Linked DNA regions of Drosophila melanogaster: region 1 is linked to region 2. A link is a contact called in public targeted proximity ligation data. All regions are on one chromosome and are shown on one strand. The core of a region is the stretch at or near the end of the contact, and the rest is flanking DNA. Distances in the headings are between cores, read along the strand shown.

What was found.
Region 1: a targeted proximity ligation map of the Kc167 cell line shows a contact between it and region 2, with 4 times the contacts expected there. A contact is called at or near these places in 22 of 107 Hi-C or Micro-C datasets (the Kc167 cell line, the ML-DmBG3-c2 cell line, the OSC cell line and 9 more) and 2 of 7 datasets of targeted methods (both in the Kc167 cell line).

What each region holds. Positions count from the first base shown.
Region 1 is chr3L:19,438,898-19,444,295 of dm6, reverse strand. lncRNA:CR45732 (long non-coding RNA:CR45732) reads left to right here and starts at 3,101. Exons shown (of 2, transcript NR_125001.1): 1 at 3,101-3,548; 2 at 3,621-4,369. It overlaps CG33062, which reads left to right. Exons shown (of 4, transcript NM_001202201.2): 3 at 1,903-2,357; 4 at 2,428-2,577. The coding sequence ends at 2,193.
Region 2 is chr3L:19,346,573-19,351,696 of dm6, reverse strand. It overlaps CG32206, which reads left to right. Exons shown (of 14, transcript NM_176360.2): 11 at 813-1,463; 12 at 2,894-3,825. Among named protein-coding and RNA genes, the nearest start is that of pip, 12 kb to the right of the region's middle.

The DNA.
Region 1 (5,398 bases), core at 1,852-4,351, 91 kb before region 2:
CCCATGTATAATATTTATTTAGCTTTGTTCCCGGGAAATTTGTATTCCCTGATACCCTAGATTTGCCCGAAAATAGGTATTTTTCTCTCTGTGCATGTTTGTGTTTGTGTGCAGATGGCCAGCAAAAAGTTTGCGCACTGATTGCAAACTTGTTTCAATTGTTTCGTAAACCCAACCGAAGGGAAGAACCCAGAAGACTCCCGGTGGGTGGATGAGCCTGGTGGGCTGGGTTTTTGTGGACCGCTTTTTCCGCCATGAAAGTCAAGGCGAACGCTACGAGTTCCCAGCTACGAGCTCCGAGACCAAGGCAATTCGCCTGCATATTTGTGTGGCTTAGTTTCCGTTTCACAAACGAAACGAAATGAAACGGGCGGCATAAAAACCCATTGAAAATTTGCATACGAAAATGAAATTCAAATAGGTTTCCCATGTCCTTCGCAATCAGTTCCGGCTAGTCCAATTGCACAAAATAGTGAACGAAAACTTTCGCTTTTCCTCCGCCGTCTAAGCCCTTTATTTATGATCCACAATAATGCAAAAAGATACATATCTGAATATCTCATCTTTGGGGTTTATCTCCTGCGCCAGTTGCCAGTTTTAATCTAAATCGTTTGGCTGACTTTGTTTATCGATGCTTTCTTTGGACGCTTCTACCTCGGATTTGCGATTCGAACACTAAGTGATTTTTCATTGACTTTGTAATGCAAATTGCCTGTCTGTCCTGCCCCTTCCTTACCATGCTTCTCTTTGCGATTGGCTGGATCTTTGGGCCTTTTATCACTGGAGGCCTGTGCTACGGACCCTTCAACAGCTCGAAAGCCAATAAAATGCAAATTTTTTCATCGCGTAAACAAATGCTAGACAAAGATGCCTAGAGATGGGGACTCTACGTGTCTGAAAGCTGTGAAATAAACCTGTGATTTATGCGGATATCGTTGTGGGGACCTAAAGCCCCTTTAAATCTTTCGCGAAATATACGTAAAATAACTTTAATGTGGTTTCATTCTTTGCTGTTCAAATTCAATAATCGTACTGAAACAAAACCCATATAATGAAATTCATATAGTCCTAACCGTATTAACTTATACCAGTGTCCTATTTGATTGCTTGGTCATCCTGACTGCTCACGATTCCATCTCCAGTGGCCGATGAAGTCCAAAACTGAAAACCCAAACTCATTTCCATCGGCATCAGACTTGACTTGAGCCGGGGCCCTCGACTCGCAGTCATTGATTTAATTGTAAGCTGTTGAATTTTGATGGCTTTTAATTGTCTTAAGACCGGTTCAGCAAAAACCAATCAGGGATCCTTTGATAAGACGTGGTGGTTGGATGGTTGCATGGATGGATGGATGGATGGACAATGGGTTGGGTTCTGTTGTCAGCAGAATAGTTGGAAATTCCACTTAGTGCTGACTACTGACCCACTTATTGGTCACTTCTGGGTCTGTGTTTCCTTCCGAACCCCCATCCATCTATCCCCACTCCTTGCAAAGTCAACCACTTGACTAAATAGCACTCAAATTTGATTTTGATTTATGCTGCCCAGCAGTCCGCACCGAATTTCCTCCTCTTTCCTCAAGCTCCAACTTTCCCTCCCTCCGACTTTTTCCCCCTCCCCCACACCACACACACACATAAGTACAATTGCTGGCTCATAACTTTGGCATCTATCGCAGTATGCCTTTCATATTTACATGCTCCTTACACGCGCATCGGCGTGTAACGGAAACGGAGTGAAACTAACACTCAAAGAAATATCTATATCTGCTATATTTGAATATCTTGATTAATACCATTGATATCCCAAGCTCAAATCAGTAAGTCGAAAACCATACAATACGACGAATATAATTGGCTTATTGAAAGAAATACTCTATATATAATGAATCTATTTTTTCAGTGCACCCTTCGTCTTGCCAGTTTTCGAAAAGGGTTCTCCGAAAAGGGTTGCCACCGCACCCCGATGCCCATTGAGGACTCATGGAGCAAACGGTTTCGGCATTTCCCTTTTGTTTCCGCCTGCATCCTTTGGCCAAGACACGGACACCTTCCCCTTCCCACCACGCTGCCACAATGGAAAATACAATTTTCGCAATCTTTGCTTATCTTTTCATCTCTCTGTGGCTGCCTCGTTTGCTGCACGATTCGTTGTTGCTGCTGTTGGCCATCCAGAAAATCGGTAAAAAGCTAAGATCCAGGGGGCGTGGCTGATACGAAGGCGGAGGAGCAGAAGAATGTGTTGGCCGTGCATCCTTTGTTTGTCGGCAGTGCCGGTAATGCCGAGTTGGAGCAGTAAGCTCTAAGCATCGGTTATGGGCGAGGTTCGTTTGAAAAATAACAACCGTTTCCCATCTGGTAAGTTAATATTTAGTACTTCAAAAAATGGAAAACTATACTTATGCTTTTACACGATTTGATCTTATAGATTCTTTTTTATGGTGGCTGAGTCCTTAATATTTATTGAAAAAGGCGACATTCCATTTTATTTCCAAGTAAGAAAGATAATCAAGTGCACTTTTCATGACTTACTATCTTTATTATACTATCATAAAACTTATAGCATACTATTACTAATACCAATTAAATTCACCTGTACGCAGAAAATATGAAGATTTTTAACAATTGTTAAAAAAGTTATGAAATGGAATATGTTATAAAAAATTATGGTTATTATTATTACTTTTACTTCCTTAATATTTCTATATAATTTATGGCTAGTATTAAGTATATATATTATACACCTACCCTGTTGGGTTATCGTAACCCTTTTTTTTTTTTTGGAAATTTTTACTGGCCATGAAATTATGGTGACATCCTGAAAGTTACCAGTCACCCCTCGCCGTAAGTCAGTCTGCTCTTTGGGGTTTTTTATATTTCTTATTGCCATTCGTCGTTTTATTGTTGTCATAATGTGGTGGCCTGTTGCCGCTCTTCTGGCCTGTATTCCCGTGTTTCTTGTAGTACTTTGGAGCTATTGCCACTATTGACTAGCTGCAGCCGCTCCCCTGCTCCACTGCTCCTTGCCTTTTCTCATTTCTGCATTTTTTAGTGCTTAATGCCAGGACACGGACACAGAGCTGAAACTGATGGGAATCTGCTTGCTCGCCCAGAATTTCCACTCCTTTACTGCATTTTTTATAGGCAACACACAAAGGTGTATTTTACTTGCCATGAACAGGGATTGCATACATTGTTTCTGTTCAGCGGGCTTTTGTCCGTGTTTCCTGGCTGCTCCATGCGTCAAATGAGGATATTCAATTTGAACTTGATATGCATTTTATGTTGTTGCCCCCGGAGAAACTGGATGCTCAACAAGCGTATTGGAAATCAGAGCAATCATCATCCGATGGGTCAAGGGTCTAAGGATACGGCTTGGATATGAGCGGCTTGGATATGAGCGGCTTGGATATGCAGCCGCATTTACATATAAACTCATATTCTGCTTATGCCTGGGAATTAGATAATTCCACAGAAAGTAGTTTTTATTGTGTGCAGAGCAAAACAATTGCGAAAATAAGAAAAGCGAATGAATTTGTTTGCAAAAAGGTTTGTAAAATCATAATGATAATCCAACTTGAGGATATATGTTCCTACAATCTACGTTTATTGATTTGGCAGATTTATTAGGTGCAGAGATGCATTTATTGGACGTCAGAGCAAAACGCCGCACTGAGTGCGATGCAAAATAAATTATTTACTCGAATTACATCTGCTATGCCCGCAATTCACACAGCCCAAAGTCTCACGTTTCGACTGCAATTTTCCCCTGCTCCTGCTCCTTCCACTGAAAATGGGATCCTGAATGCCTTCGCCTAACAATACGCACGCAATTACCGCAGGACGAGCAGCCGAAAAGGGCGAAAACTTCAACTCCCAAACGCTTGACGAAAGTTTCACAGTTGTCCTGATGACGACCATCATGATGATGATGATGATGATGCTGTTGGCGATGGCTATGACGATGGCGATGGCGCTGGACAAACTTTTTCAGAGCTCTAATTGCCCAAGTGGCTTTCGAGTTCGAGTTCGAGTCGAGCGTCGCCACGTAATGGAGAAAGGAGCCCCAAACTTTTGCCCAATTCAGCAGAACTGCGAGCACAACATCTTCTTCTGCCGCTGGACAGGATTCACCGCCTCCACTTCTATTTCACTCACAAAATGCACAATCAAAGCTGACCGTTGGCGTTATTAACGCAAATGAAAGTGGTGCAATACCGCTACACCTGCGGCCAAAATAGTAGTGTATCTTACATAGAACATTCATTATTTTTAGCTTAATTTGTAACGAGCATACTTAACGAAATAGTATAAACTTATGTTGGAAGGGAACTGAAAAAAAGAATAGAAATGGAAATTTAAATGAGATTAAATTGCTATTAGCATGGATTTATGTTGATAAAGTGCATTGTAAATCATCAAAAATGAAAAAATGAATTATTAATCATTATAATTTTTTTAGATGTTTGATTATGCTTTTCAACAATAATTACACAAATTAGACACTGCTCTAACCATATCTGTATGTTGGTGGTGGCAGGAGTGGGTGTTACCTACATATATTTCAATTTATTAGATGGTCAACCATCACTGTGTGTGGGAGGATGCACTTGGCCTAATGAAGTTCTGGGCTCGGTGGATAGGGTTGGGGAAACCATAAACTCCAACTTCCAGCTCCTTTTCACATATGCAGTCCCGTAAAACTTACGGCTCAAAGGCCAAGACTTTGTCTCCGCAGTCTGCATATTTACATTTTACCTTTTCGGTCTTTTGGGAAGGAGCTTTAGCATTTGCATCCTGCACTTAACTTCTCGGCAACTGCGTAACTTTTGACTCTGTGTCAAAAAGGATAGAGTTTACGGGAACTGGGTAAGAACTGGGTCCTTTAAAGACCTTTGGATCTAAGATTGGTTATCCACTCAACCTATGAACTCGACTTTTTAAGTGCTGACTCTAAAGCCAATCTAATGCATCAGCAAGATTCTTTATTCTCACTGAAAATACAAATACAGATACACTGAAAATAACAGAGTAGTAGATGTTTTTAAATTATTAATCCATAAGGTATTATTACTCTAATGTCTTGGAAGTAATGCTTAACTTGCTGATTTTTTTATATAAAAAAGGTACTTGGAGTCTTACTTTTAGCTGAGATTTAGACGCTTGATCAGGCAATTTCAACTTCATTATTAGTTATTATAATTTTCTGCTTGACCACAAATAATAAGTGGCCTGTGTGTCATTGCCACAGTTTGCGACAAGCTTTCGCTACCAATTTAAAGGCCCAATAAAAGCCGCAAGCCATGAAACCTCAAATCTAACGAATTATTTAAAACCCACTCCAAAAGGAGCTATTCCAATCAGTTTCGAATGGAATCAACACACAATAGACTGCGGTT
Region 2 (5,124 bases), core at 512-3,011:
GCGGACTTAAACGGCTGTCAGTTAGTTTCTGGGCCGACACTTCGTCTGGCTCCGGAGTCTGTAACTTTAGTTCAGTTTCTTCAGCCAAGCCACAGCTGTTTGCAACTGTCTTTTTCATTATTAACACAGTCAACAATAATCAGGGCCTAGGCGGAATGGAGCGGAATGTGGGGCGGGGCGAAGAAAACATAAACATTGTCAGCCAGGAGGCGTCTAGGAAAAATATTTAATGCCTGCAAACAACAACAAGGAGACTGTGAGGAATGCAAAGACTGCGACTACAACTACAAAGCCGACGAGTGTGGAGCCTTTCTACTGGGGACAGTGACAAACGACAAATAACTCACACTTACAACTGTTTGAATATGACATGTGACAAACGGAGGGCGAGCGGCAAACTAACAAGGAAAAACAACAGAGAGCCAAAGGGAAAGCGTGGAAAACGCGTGGAGTGAATGGCACGAATCACACCCAAGTACTCGAGAAAAACATTCGTAACATTCAAGTGAGGAAATCGAATTTTATAGTATTCAAAATTTCAAATCATAGGAAACCATTTCAAAGGATACAAATGCTATTTAAGTATATTCATAATATGTGTAATCATCTTTAATTAATTAATTAATTAATTATAAATATAAAATTGCAATTATTAATTCCCAAGAATAAGCATTAGAAGTTGGTATAGTTTTCTTAAAACATGAAATTCTGCCTGCTAATTTCTCTCAGTGCAGGTTAAAATAATGCCAACAAACGAATTAAACAATAACATGTGTTCGCTTTCTTTTCGCTCTCCAATTGTCTTCCTGCAGAGCGATCTGCCACCTTGGATAACGCGCCTGAGGATGTGGGACAGCTATGGCACATATGTGCCCATGAAATCGACAAGTTCAACCACCGGCCAACCGCCACCGCCACCCCCCGTTGCCTCATCGGCGGACGGGGGCAAGCCAACCCTCCTAAACCAGAGCAACTACGGCAGCTACTACTACAGCGCCAGCAATCCGAAGCTGAATCGGAATCTGCGAGTGAACATCGACAATGCCTGGAATCCGGTGGACACCTACATCTACGGCCCCACGCAGTCGAGTGTGTTCAACCAGGAGAACAAGTACAGCGGCTATCAGGGTGGAGGTCCTGGCGGAGGATCGACTGGATCCGCTGGCTCCGGCAAGACAATCTCCGGGGTCAAGGACAGCCTCAACTACATTTCCAGCGGCAAGTCCTCCAAGGAAGTCTCGGCAGCTGCCGTCGTCAGCTCGGATCGCAATAGTGCAGTGGCCCTGATGAGCACCAAGGGCAAGCGTCGCCTCATGCTGGAGATCTACGACTACGAGACTCCGAAGCTGTGCGATCACACTGCCATCGGAAGTGGAGTGAGCGGAAGTAGTGCCGTGATGGGGGGCAATAAGCAGAGACCCTGCAGTCCGCTGGAGAGCTACGTGAGCACCGGAAGGGATTTGGTAAGTAAATCAAAAGATTCAATTTGGATAGATGTCGATAAATGGAATGTAGTAAACGTTTTCTTCAGATTTGTCCGACATCAGTTCATTTGTTATCAATGCAAACAGACATCTTGATCATTTATTCAGCTAAATAAGACTATGATTAGCATTAAAAAGCCCTTATATACCATCATTTATTATGTTTTGAAATATGTTTAAAGATACAGCAAAAATGGTTTTTATTTCTGCTCGAAGTCATCTAACTTAACTCAATTCCGGTTGTAATTGGATAGTTGCAGCAGCCTAAAAGTAGGCAACATTTTATCTTCGCCGCCGGAAGAGCAATAAAAACCGTAGCCTACCTTCCGGCTGCGTTTGGCATCACAACCAAGTCGGGAAAATTAGAAGTTAACCGAAGGACTTTTCTAATTTGTCAGCTGGCACTGTTTGTTTTCATTGTTTTGGCCAGGGCTTAAAAAAATAAAATAAAATAAAAATTAGTCAGTGGGGGAACACGACTTTGTGACTGCACCTTGGCTGCCGGGCGAGCACCGAGTGCAGAGTGCCCAATTTGGCACGCCCAAGGGCCCTCACAAATAAATAAAACGCAGCTGGAGAAACTGAAGAGCTGCAAACTGGCAGCCGGAAGCTGGGAATTTTTTGGCAGAGTGCAGAGCGATTCGTGTTTGCTTTAAACTTGACAAAATTAATCAAATTAAACACTCGACTGCATCGCCAGACGTGCACAAATAACGAAGGAGCAGAGCGAATTTCCCAGGGGCAGGCGCCAAATTCAAATTCGCCAAAGCCAGCCCCCGGCCCCCTCTCACACACACACACACGCACACAATACAAAGGCAAATGGGGGAGCGGCAAGTGGGCGTTGGCGTGGCCGTGGGCAGGAATGGGGGCGGCATTGACGGCATGCACGGACAAACAGACAACCGCAATAAGCTTGCTTAGCCTTTTTGACGTCGCTCCTCGTTGACAAATATGAACTGCAAATATTGTGATGCCAAATTGAAGCCGCCGCGCATTGTGCAATTCCGCGCTCTCCGTGCAGTCATAAAGAACTTTACGAAATATCCATAAGCTCCCCTAAATTAAATACACATGTGCACAAGCTGGCACTGTCAATATTAAAGAGTTTCCAAAAATAAATTAAACGTGGCACAGTTTATTCCTCTAGCGGAATATTTATTGAAGTTGAATATTATGTCAGATGTAGGACAAATCATTTTCACAGAATTTTTTATCAGCCCACATATCATTTTTCAATAAAACTATTTACAAAGCTTGCAAATACTTTATAAACTGAGCAGAGCTTTGAAAATATTAAAAGTAGCTAACATTGCAGTTCGCTTTAATATACCATTTTATTGTAATCTTATTGAAGGCTACAGTTTTTCACAGTATTTCAACTCTCTTATTACCATTTCCCCTGACAGAAACTGGAGTTCCACACGCATACCGGCACCGCCCTGTTTCCCGCTCAGTTTGCTCTGAACTACGAGTTTGTGGACACGGAGCAGGGCGGCGAGACGTGGGCGGGAAGACGGGGAGAAGATCCGGTTCCGCCACTCTGCTCAAGAATTTTCAAGAAGCGTAAGGGCAACATTCAGGTTCCCAGGAATGTGTTTCTGTACGGACGAGGCGGAGCCAAGAACATAACCTGCTTGTATCGCTTTGAAGCGGGTCCTTCGGAGAGGGTGAAACTGGTCCTGCATAACGTGTCCTTCGGAGAAGGTACAGCCTGTACCACTGACTCGGATCTGCATACAGGCAGACCCCGCTGCAATCAACTGGATCCGGAGGGCCGCATCACGGAGCTGCGACTGTTCGATGTTCCATTTAGGGACGTGAAAATCCAACTGGGCTGCTTCTGCGATAACTCCAGTGCCTTGTACAGCAATGCACCGCTCACTTTCGTTTCGCATTCGAGGATTATGGAGCTGTCCTTCACGGTCACGAGATTAAATATATCGGAGGACTTTGCGGATGTCTTCTTCTCGGCTTCCTACGAATTCAAGAGACAACCGGACTGCAGGAAGCAGTTGAAACTCAAAGGAGCCGGAGGGGAGGACGAACTCAAGTATCCTCTTAAGACTCAGGACGCAAGCTGTGAAGGCCTGGCCTGGTACATCGAAGCACAATCGGCCGAGAGGTCACTCTTCGTTCAGACCTGGGGCGCCTATCTGCCCGTGGATCCCACCTCCGAGGATGCCATGCGGTGTCACACCAAGAACCGCTTGATGATTTACTCCGGACGACCCCTGCGACCCATGAGGGTGGTGTGCCCGGCACAAAGTGGTCCGCGGCCAATGTCGCTGCACATCTTCTCCGAGGACTGGACCAATGGACAGCCCTTGTTCATGAACAAGTAAGTAGAAGAAGCTGGCTTAAATATATATTTAATTTTCAAAAATATAATAGTTTTTATTTGGTTTTTCTGCTTGAGCCCATGTGGTTTGAATAACTTAACTAATAACCTTAGGAAACAAACAACGATTGACCCTTTTGAGAAAGATTGTGGAAAACATTTGTGTGCTTTATTTATTTGCTAGTAGAGGAGACTGAATTATTTACAATTTCACGCTCTGGTGTCGTGTCGCCCAAGAAGTCTGCCCGACCAATTACCCATGCTCTGGGAAAAATTCGAAAATATTCCAAGAACAAATAAAGAAAGAGCAGGACTTGAAAACATTCATGCCTAATGGCGCATGGACTCCCTGCCATTATGAAGAGCATGTGAGCTAGTCCACTCGAGCAACTGAAGACTACACAAAAAGCCTCTTAGGTCGAGTATTTTGGGAATTTTTCACTCAAAATTAATTGCATTTTAATAGTTGCTAATATTTCAAAAAACTTGTGCACTTATTTGCACCGGCATCAGGCTGCTCAGGCTCGCCGCTTTCCCCATCCCCTTCTCCATGAAGCTCCATCAAAAAGTCCTGCTTAAAAATGCAATAACAGGAAATGGCTACGACGGCAACAAAATACAGGAAATTGAGCGCAAAGAAATATGCTATATAGGAGATGAAAAAATGAAAACGCAAACGAGACGAAGTCCAGGCAAACAAACATGGCCGTCAGACATGAACATATGTATACAGCCGCGGTTAACCAATTAGGAGTTTTGAATTCCAGAAAAAAGAATTAATACAAATATGCACTTTATTTACTAAGATTCATTTACATTTGGATTCGTTGGTTGGTTTCAGCAAGCGTACTTGAGCTTTCAGGCAGAAAAGTGCTCATGCTTTAGCATACTGAGTCTTAGAATAGCAAAGTAGCTACAAAAAATTTAAAATCAAAGTTAAGTTAAAAGTTAAAATCAAAGTTAAAAAAAAAAAACTCGAATGAACGTTTTGAAAAAGGGGAAAAGGGAAACCCCATGGAAAGCAACACAACTATTACAATTACTTTCTGTTATATGAGATTAGTATTTTTTTTGAAGACACTAAACATGTGGCCCCTGCTGTACACCTGAACCATGCAAAGCGAGCATGAGGCGAAGACAGGTGGAAAGGTGGCGTTACGGGTAAGAGCATTTTGCCCGCTGGAACTTGGCCGTATGTGCTCCGGCAATTTATGTCCAAGGTGCGTGCCACCGAAATGAACCGGTGAACCTGGACGTTACGCTCGTTTCTTGGGGGAAAGTCCGGCAGTTGACCAACCT